Linked DNA regions of Oryzias latipes: region 2 is linked to region 1. A link is a contact called in public Hi-C data. All regions are on one chromosome and are shown on one strand. Each heading gives the region's core, a stretch centred on a gene start, on an enhancer-like site or on the middle of the called end of the contact. The rest is flanking DNA. Distances are from core to core; before and after follow the strand shown.

Region 1 (3,999 bases), core at 975-3,474:
GGTCCACTGTAGTAGAAACTAACAGGGATCATAGTAAATAAAGAAATTCTGACTGAAACTCCTTAGACATCATTTCTGTTCAATTGCTCAGCTTTGATCTGAGAAAAGAGATGAGATATTGATCCATACTTAGCCAGAACTTGTGGATCAAAAGTAAACGTTTTAGGTAAAGTTTTTTTTTTTTTTGCAACATTTGTACCAAATTAAGTTCTGGGGTAAAGATAAACATGATTCCATCAAGTTTTAAAGAACTACTTCTATCATCTTTTCATTTATTTTAAAATGGTTCCCAGTAGGGGTTAAACAAACTGAGTATATTAATATTTGAAATTACCATTTGGATTGACACACAGTACTTTCCGGGGGACTTTTAATTATTGTTTTCCTGTTTGCAGCCTAAATGCAAAAATCTGTGTTGTTTTCTAGGAGAAAGCCCGCCCCCATGTCTCTCATCTATTTTTAAATATATTAATGGATTGTATTTATCTGCACTATTCCAGACGCTCAAAGTTCTTACAATGAGTCCATTATTCGTTCATACTTGGTGATGGTAACTACTGTTGTAGCCAAAGCTGCCCTGGAGCAGACTGACAGAGGCGTGATTGCCAGTTCGCGGCTACGGCCCCTCTGACCATCACCGGGACATTAATACACATTTACACACCAGTGGAGGCCGGGAGGGTGAGGTGTCTGGCCCAAGGACACAGCAACAATTAAATGGGGGGAGTGGGAGTGAGAATCGAGCCGCCGATCCTTCAATCATTGGCCAACCTGCTCAACCACCGGAGCTACTGTCACCCTATTTTTGCGCTCTCCCTTTAGCTTACAGCCCCTCACACCCCCAACCTAACATTACTGGTGCAACAAAAAATGGTGAGCAATACCAGAGCTATCCAGTCGCACAGTTTTCAAGGATTTGTCTGCAAGTGGATGCATCAGAATGGAGAGGAGCAGGGAGCTTGTGACCTGTGTATTATCTATGTAACAACTACAATCTTTTTCAAAAAGCATTCTATTTTATTCTATTCTATTTTTCTGCTCCTGATTTACAACAATTTGAGTAAAGCAATACTCAGAAATTCAATTTTAATCTTAATTTTCTTTATGTGTCCTTCATCATCAGAGAGATGCCACAAGCACATTTTAAAAACACCAAAAACACCATTTTCATCGGTCTTTAAATTAGTAATCATTTGAACTCCTTCCTGTTATTTAAAACCCTGAATGTATTTCAGTTTATTATATCCAGATCTTCTTGACTAAGACCTGTGAATACATATAAGTATAAGTCACATTTTGAGTTTTCCTAATGAAATTTTTCATCTTTGTGTCAGGTTTTAGTCCATTCTCCTGCATGTATGTTCTCTGTCACCAACGTTTTCCTCTCCGACGGATCTGACAAAACTCCATCCTGCTTCCCTGCTTTTAGGAGGTCCCTGGAACCCCCTTTGTCCTCTCAGAGGGGTATGCTGCTCTTTTGCCTTGCTGCCTTCTTAAACTTTTCTGGGTTTTGTTTGGTCACATTTTCATCCATGACTTAGTTTTCCTATAAGTCACGAATGTCCTTTTAAGATCTATCCATTTATCAGACCCTTTTGGAGCTCAAAGCTTGTTTTTGTCACAGAAGATTGCATATTTCCAGGAATGTGTTCCTGAAAAGGCTGTATATCAATATTGAAAATGTTTCTGTGCAAATCATTAAACTCCCTCTTTGCGCAACATTAAGCCTTTTCAAAACTGCATGTCCTTAAATGTGTCCTGACGTCTCGTGGTCAGACAGTGACAGCTGGAGCAGACTCACTTTGGTTTGCAGTCATTCACTGTCTGAGTTTCTGTGTGTGAAACGGAGAAAGTCCGGTTTTCTGCACAGAGTTAGCACAGCTGCATTCACATCTGCGGCCAAGGGAACTAAAATAAGCAGTCTCTGGAGTTTTCTCACTGCAGTCGTCAGAGGTACTCAAAGAGCTTTCATCACCGATCACCACAGCGATCTATCTGCATTCACACCAAAACCAGAGAAGAAAGAAAATGACAGTGGGATCACGGCTGCCCGCAAACGATGCCTCCAGCCTTGAAGTGCGAGTTGGACCCAGCATCAGCTGCCAGACAACCCGCTTGTTGGCAGAGTGAAGTGGAAACGCAGCTTGGTGTGAGGGGGAGGGAGAGGACGTTTGGTTTGTGCTCTGCTGGCTGTGGATGGCTCCATGCTCCTCTCAAATGTCATTCAACACGGCCCAGCTCCCCTCCAACCAGGAGCTGAAACTGTAGCCTGTACTTTGGGAGCGTGGTTATTTATGTACCTGCCATGAATTTTCACTCAAGCTCACCATGTACCAAAACGCTCCACATCTCCCCCAAAACCCTCTGGAACAAGACAGAAAACCGCAAGAAGCAGCAGACTCCAGAGACTCGCCGTGTGTTGAGTTATGAATTCAGTGTATGCCGAGCAGAAGTGTAGCTGCGCGTCTGCCGGCTGAGCCGTGTTTGTGAGGAGCTCTGAGAAAATAAACACGCCAATCCTCCTCTAAGACCACAATCAATCTTATGGGGTAGTCGGTTGGATTTGCATGATAAAAACAATCAGATTTGTGGTTTTCGGAGACGATTGCTCGTGGTATCCGATGCCCACTGCTTTTCACAGCTAATGCTAATGCATTATCCACAACTGCAAATTCAGGATCACACTCTGGCTTCAGAATCCATTAACAGTCTATTCTTATTGGAGAAAGAAATTTCAAGCACTGTGATGTTACTCCATCAGCTTATCCCGTTCCAGCAAAGCAAAACGGAGCTGAAAATGCAGCATCGCTGACAGAGAGAGCCTAATCCAGTGATTGGTTTTACCTTATCACACAACTTAAGGAGTGTACACTTCTAAGCTGACGGATTGAACCTCTGTTCGATACAGGTTTGCAAAACTGAATCTGTTGAGCCTCACAGATTTGATATGGGTATTTAAAGCTCTGCACGGCATTAACCACAGAGCACAACAAATAGCCCGCCTTTTAACAGGGCTGGGGAATCCCTCGGCCAGTTGGGATGCAAATTGAAATGATCCAAGAGCGGATTGAAGAGGTGAGGGTGGGCTCGCATGCGGCTGCAAAGGTGGATGAGGGAGCAGCGAGGAGATGTGTATGCTTCCAACCTCCTCACTAAGCAGTGTGGCATCAGGGTGGACATCACAGTTGCTCCTTCATCTGAGGAGCTGATGGTTCTTTCTGCAGCCGCATTGATCAGACAGCTCCTATAGATGATACAGTTGATCAGAGGATCTGATGCAGAGTTTGTTCTGATTCTTCCCAGTGTAAACTGTCAGGAAGCCACTAACTGATGACACTGAGGGGGTGGAGGGTGCTCACTTTTCATCAGTGTAATTAAAGTGGCATAAATGAACAGAGTGGACTTAAGAGGAAGAAGACATCTTGACCCTGTTAATCAAGGCTGGAGTGATCAGCCTAACTGGATTTAATCGCCTTCTGCTGCTTTCTTTCAGCAGTAATTTGAAGTGGAGCGTCTGCGCGGGGCGCCAGGCGCTGTTGGCCCATTAAAAGCTGAGAAACTGCTCCGTTTGTTTGCTTGTTTACTTATTTATCCGCTCACTGTGGATGGGGGTGTGGGCAGCTGCTGGTGTGGGGGTGCACTCTGAGGGTGACTCATGATTGGGAGTGAAGTCAATGCAGAGACTATAAAGAAAGCAGCTTCCCTCTCTGGGGTGTGGTGGGCTTTAAGGGATTTCACATACAACTTTAAAGAGGCCGAGTTTGAAATCCGAGGATATTCTTTAAATCACACGGGAGGCTCATTGTTTTCAAGGCTTCCCCTATAAGCACTGTTAACCCTCCAAATGCCACTGAAAGCAGCTCAACGTATGCTCATTACCGCGCACCAGCAAGTCCGCGTGCACGCCACGTCCGTGACCGCCGTCACGCAGCGTCCTCTGGTGCTCCTCCTCGCACATCTCCACCCGATTGAGCACTTTAGTCAGAAGGAGATCGTCGG
Region 2 (3,999 bases), core at 632-3,131, 150 kb before region 1:
TTACTTAGGTTGTTCAAGTTGTTAAGGCTGTTGAGGCTGGATCCGGGCACGCCGGTGACCGCCGCCGGCACCATGCTGGAGGTCATGGAGGAGATGGAGTTCGGGGGCGAGAACATGGTCTGCGAGGACAGCGGGTTGACGTTCATGGAGTTAAAGAACGGGAAGCTTTTGGTGGACAGAGAGGCGGACGTCAGGCCCTTGGCGGCCCAGTTGTTGTACGTGTAGCTCGGGTACATGTCGTCGTAGGGCTGCATGAGTCCGTTAAACTGCGGCCCGAAACCGTTCTTGCAGAGTTCGGCCTGCTGGTTCCGTTCCCTCTTCCTCCACTTGGCTCGCCTGTTCTTGAACCAAACCTGAAAGAAAGAAAGGAAAGGATTAAAACCCTAAATAAAGCCGTCTTTCCCGCTGCAGGGTCGGGCTAGATTCTGGCCGTCTGAGCAGAGAATCCTCTTTTAATGAGATAGGAGCAGAATCCACATTGCCCCCCACCCCCAGCCCTCTCAGGAGCATCTTGACGTGGAGTGGATGTGTATTCCCCCACAAACACTCTGACCCTAATCTCACAGCCCGCAGTGACAATGGCCAAAATTCCAGCTTTGCGCCTCTTTCACGCGGACACAGAGCGCGCGTGGGTCTGTCAGCGATGACAGCAGCTTCTATTGTTAACGGGCTGCTGACGGACAGAAATAACACCATCCTGTTCGGAAAATCCGCGTGGAAAACTTTGAACCGCTGTAACATGATGTGCTTGGAGCTGGGATTTTGTGGACTGCAGATCAACATTCCAGCAGCAGAAAAAAATATTTATTTTCCTTCAGTGTCTATTTAAACAAGAATCAGATTATTTGTCTTTCAGCTAAAAACTATAATTATAAATAAATCCGTCGGGATTACTTGGACTGAATTCGGGCCTAAATCCACACATTTCCCTCTTTCATTTAGGAGCGTCGGTACCGGTGGGACCAGCTCACCCGGACTCGGGCCTCCGTCAGGTTGGTCCACACGGCTATCTCCTCCCTGGTGCTCATGTCGGGATAGCGGTTCCTCTGGAAGGTGGCCTCCAGCTCCTGCAGCTGCTGGCTGGTGAAGTGAGTCCTCTGCCGCCGCTGCCGCTTCTTCTTGGAGGGGTCGTCCGAAGAGTCGTCGTTTTTGTTTTGGATCTTCTCCTTTTCTGTGAGGACAGACAGTTCCATGAGGACACGAACAGAAATTTACGGAGGAAAGAATAGATCAACAAACATCACCGTATTATATTTTACTGAGATTTCAGGAATTTTCCTATATTTCAAACTTTGTTATTATATTTTTTTATAATCATAGACCCTACATTTTTATTTGAACATTTGAGCACCTTCACCCGCAAAGGCCAGAGCTATGATTTAAAAGATGAAGTAGCGCGCGCGCGTCAAAGCTCCCCGCTGTCGCTGCTGACAGCCATCTTTTCTTTGACATCTTCCAGGGCAGGAACAGGACCTGGACTTGTATCAGGACCGGGCACCGGGCGGTTCTTACCGACAGACTCCGGGCTTGACGTGTCCGACACGGCTTGCACCTCCAGCCGGTGTTTGGAATCCGCAGACCGCTGCAGCGGCTGCAAACTGGAGGCCATCGCTAGAGCGGTGTGCTGGGGGGACGTGAGTTTGTTCCCGGGGAGGTGGAGGTGGTGGGGCTGCTCTGTATTTAATGGATTCCTCATAGAGTTCATCGGTAGCGATCGCACGCGCTTACGCACAGGCAGGAAGTCTGGCGACGGCGCAGTTCGGCTCTCCAAATGACGCACGGCGCGCAGCTCCTCTGGTTCACGCGGAGCTGCAGGTCGCGTTAAAACAGAACATCGAGGTTCTCCATAACCTCCGTGGAGAATGCCGCAACCTGTTTCGACTGTCGGAGTGACAAGGACAGGTAGGCGATATTAGATCCAGAGACTCGCGCGCACTCCAAAGCTCACCTCTCATTTCAGCAGCTGCCTGTGCGCGTTGCCTGACCAACTGCGCCCCTCTCCCTGGCTCCACGTCAGCACTTTGCCCCTCCTACCGCCCCTCTGACAGGCGCGAGGATGTGATGGGCTCGTCAACCAACCAGAGCAGGAGTGTTTGTGCGTGGCGCGCGCGTGTTTTTCTCAGCCAAATAAACGCATGTAAAGAAAGAGGAGCCGCGTGGCGCTCCCGCGAGCCCGAAGCCAAATATAATCAAAATCAAAGATTTTATAAGGTGGTCACGAGGCTAAGCAAAGACAGACTGGGCCGCGCTGTGGACCCCCGTGTTTCTCCTGTAGTTTGCTCTCAGATGCAGCCGTGTGCGCGTAGTGCGTATATGTTCGTGACAACACGAGAATCCAACACAAACCGCTTCACGAGCATTGTACAGACACGCGCACGGACAACAGCAGAGCTCTGCAGCCCCACAATCTGACAGCTGACTCTCCCAGATGTGCACGCACGTCAGAAAAAGCACGTGCCTTCTCTGTACTTCAGAAAGATGCGCGCTGGTCCAGAAAAGACAGACAGGAATTTTAAAAAGGACAAATGTGTGAGTTTGAACGAAAAGTTGATCATTTACTTTATAGTCATTATTTTTATCCTTCCTATTATTATTATTATTATTATTATTATTATTATTATTATTATTATGTTTAGCCAACAAATGTCTGATGTACGAATAGAGGAAACGGAATTTAACAACTGAGATGCTTAGAGCCACAGGATCTGAGCTGTGTCTTTGCACAACAAATTAAAATAAAAATTTTGAAATTTGAATTACAACAATAAAAACTATGTAACTTTAATCCCTTCTGTGCATGCGCATTTATACCCAAAGTTATCCTTACTCGTGCGTAAAGACGGTGATGGATGATGTAGTGTCTGTCAGATGTCACGTTGTGAGCTCCTCTGTGGTTCGTCATTGTTTTCATAAAGTCTCTAACAATATTTCGCACCTTTTCCAAAACGCAGTAATCTGCTGCTCCTTCTTTTTTCTTAAAGCAAACCTGAAGTGGATTACTGCCCCCACTCCTCCAACCCCTCTTCATTTCTTCTAATGCTTTGTCTCCTTTCTGCGGATTACTGCTGCAACAGGCCCCCACCATAGAGGGCCATTAATTAGCAATTCCGTCAATACAGGGAGGGGGCTTTTTACATGGGATTAAGGAGACATCAGATTCCTCCATTAGTGTATTCCTCCTCACGAATGGGCTTTGGTCATACATTTAGTGTGTATGTCCATGTATGTCGCAGTGGCACAGCCTCCTTCCTGCGCGCACTTTTCATTCCATTCTTCTTCTTAATCAATGGCCGCTCACTCGGCGCAGCCGTGCGTCACCGCGGCCCATCAGCGCCGACTAAATGAGACTCTATGAGGGTTATTGGTGATTCATTTAGGGTAATAACAAGACCTGATGTCATTTCCCAACCGCCCCACACTTTAATGAATTCCTTCCGGGCCTTCCCGCTCCTCTGCACCGTTTTTAAAGATTTGATCTGAAAACCTAATCAGAATAACTGGCAACACTAACATCCACGACAAACGCGTCCGTGGATATTTAAAAGAACTATTTTATCATACATATAATCTGTGATCTTCCGGATGCATCAGTCACCTTCACCATGGCACCCCCTGCACCCCCAAGAAAATGCTGAGCGCCGCAGCGCGGACACAGTGACCGCCAGGGGTCGCTAACAGACAGCGAGAGACGCGGGTATGAGGGAAGCTGCTGGTCCCTGACCCGCACAGGCCCGCAAATGACCCGCACAGGCCCAGAGGACTTGAACAGACAGACAGACAGTTGAAATTCAACTCTGGAAGTGTCAAAGTTTCCGCAAGAGAACTGAACATTTTCATCCAAAATAAAAGCTGACAAATGAGTGCGTAGAGCAATAATAACAGCTATTTTAACCTTAAAATATATGTTATTGATTTATTTATTGTACAGCTTTTCCCCACATTTTTATTATTGATCCCACCTGCTACTGTGATTAAAGTCACACTATTGTGCACTTTATT

The links. Hi-C and Micro-C count contacts between places; a contact is called where the count stands out from the background.
Region 2: a contact with region 1 is called in a Hi-C map of embryo, with 5 times the contacts expected there. The contact joins the promoter of pitx2 here to the enhancer-like site in region 1. A contact is called at or near these places in 5 of 5 Hi-C or Micro-C datasets (embryo, fibroblasts and gastrula embryo).

Annotation. Positions count from the first base shown.
Region 1 is chr10:3,935,171-3,939,169 of ASM223467v1, reverse strand. No RefSeq gene overlaps it. Among protein-coding and RNA genes, the nearest start is that of LOC111948055, 30 kb to the left of the region's middle. Within about 2 kb of position 2,224, at least 1 of the 8 cell types and tissues checked has an H3K27ac peak or open chromatin away from gene starts, as enhancers often do. A contact at or near this core is called in embryo, where this site is marked.
Region 2 is chr10:4,089,495-4,093,493 of ASM223467v1, reverse strand. pitx2 (paired like homeodomain 2) reads right to left here and starts at 1,881. Exons shown (of 3, transcript NM_001122916.1): 1 at 1,513-1,881; 2 at 972-1,171; 3 at 1-353. The coding sequence starts at 1,705.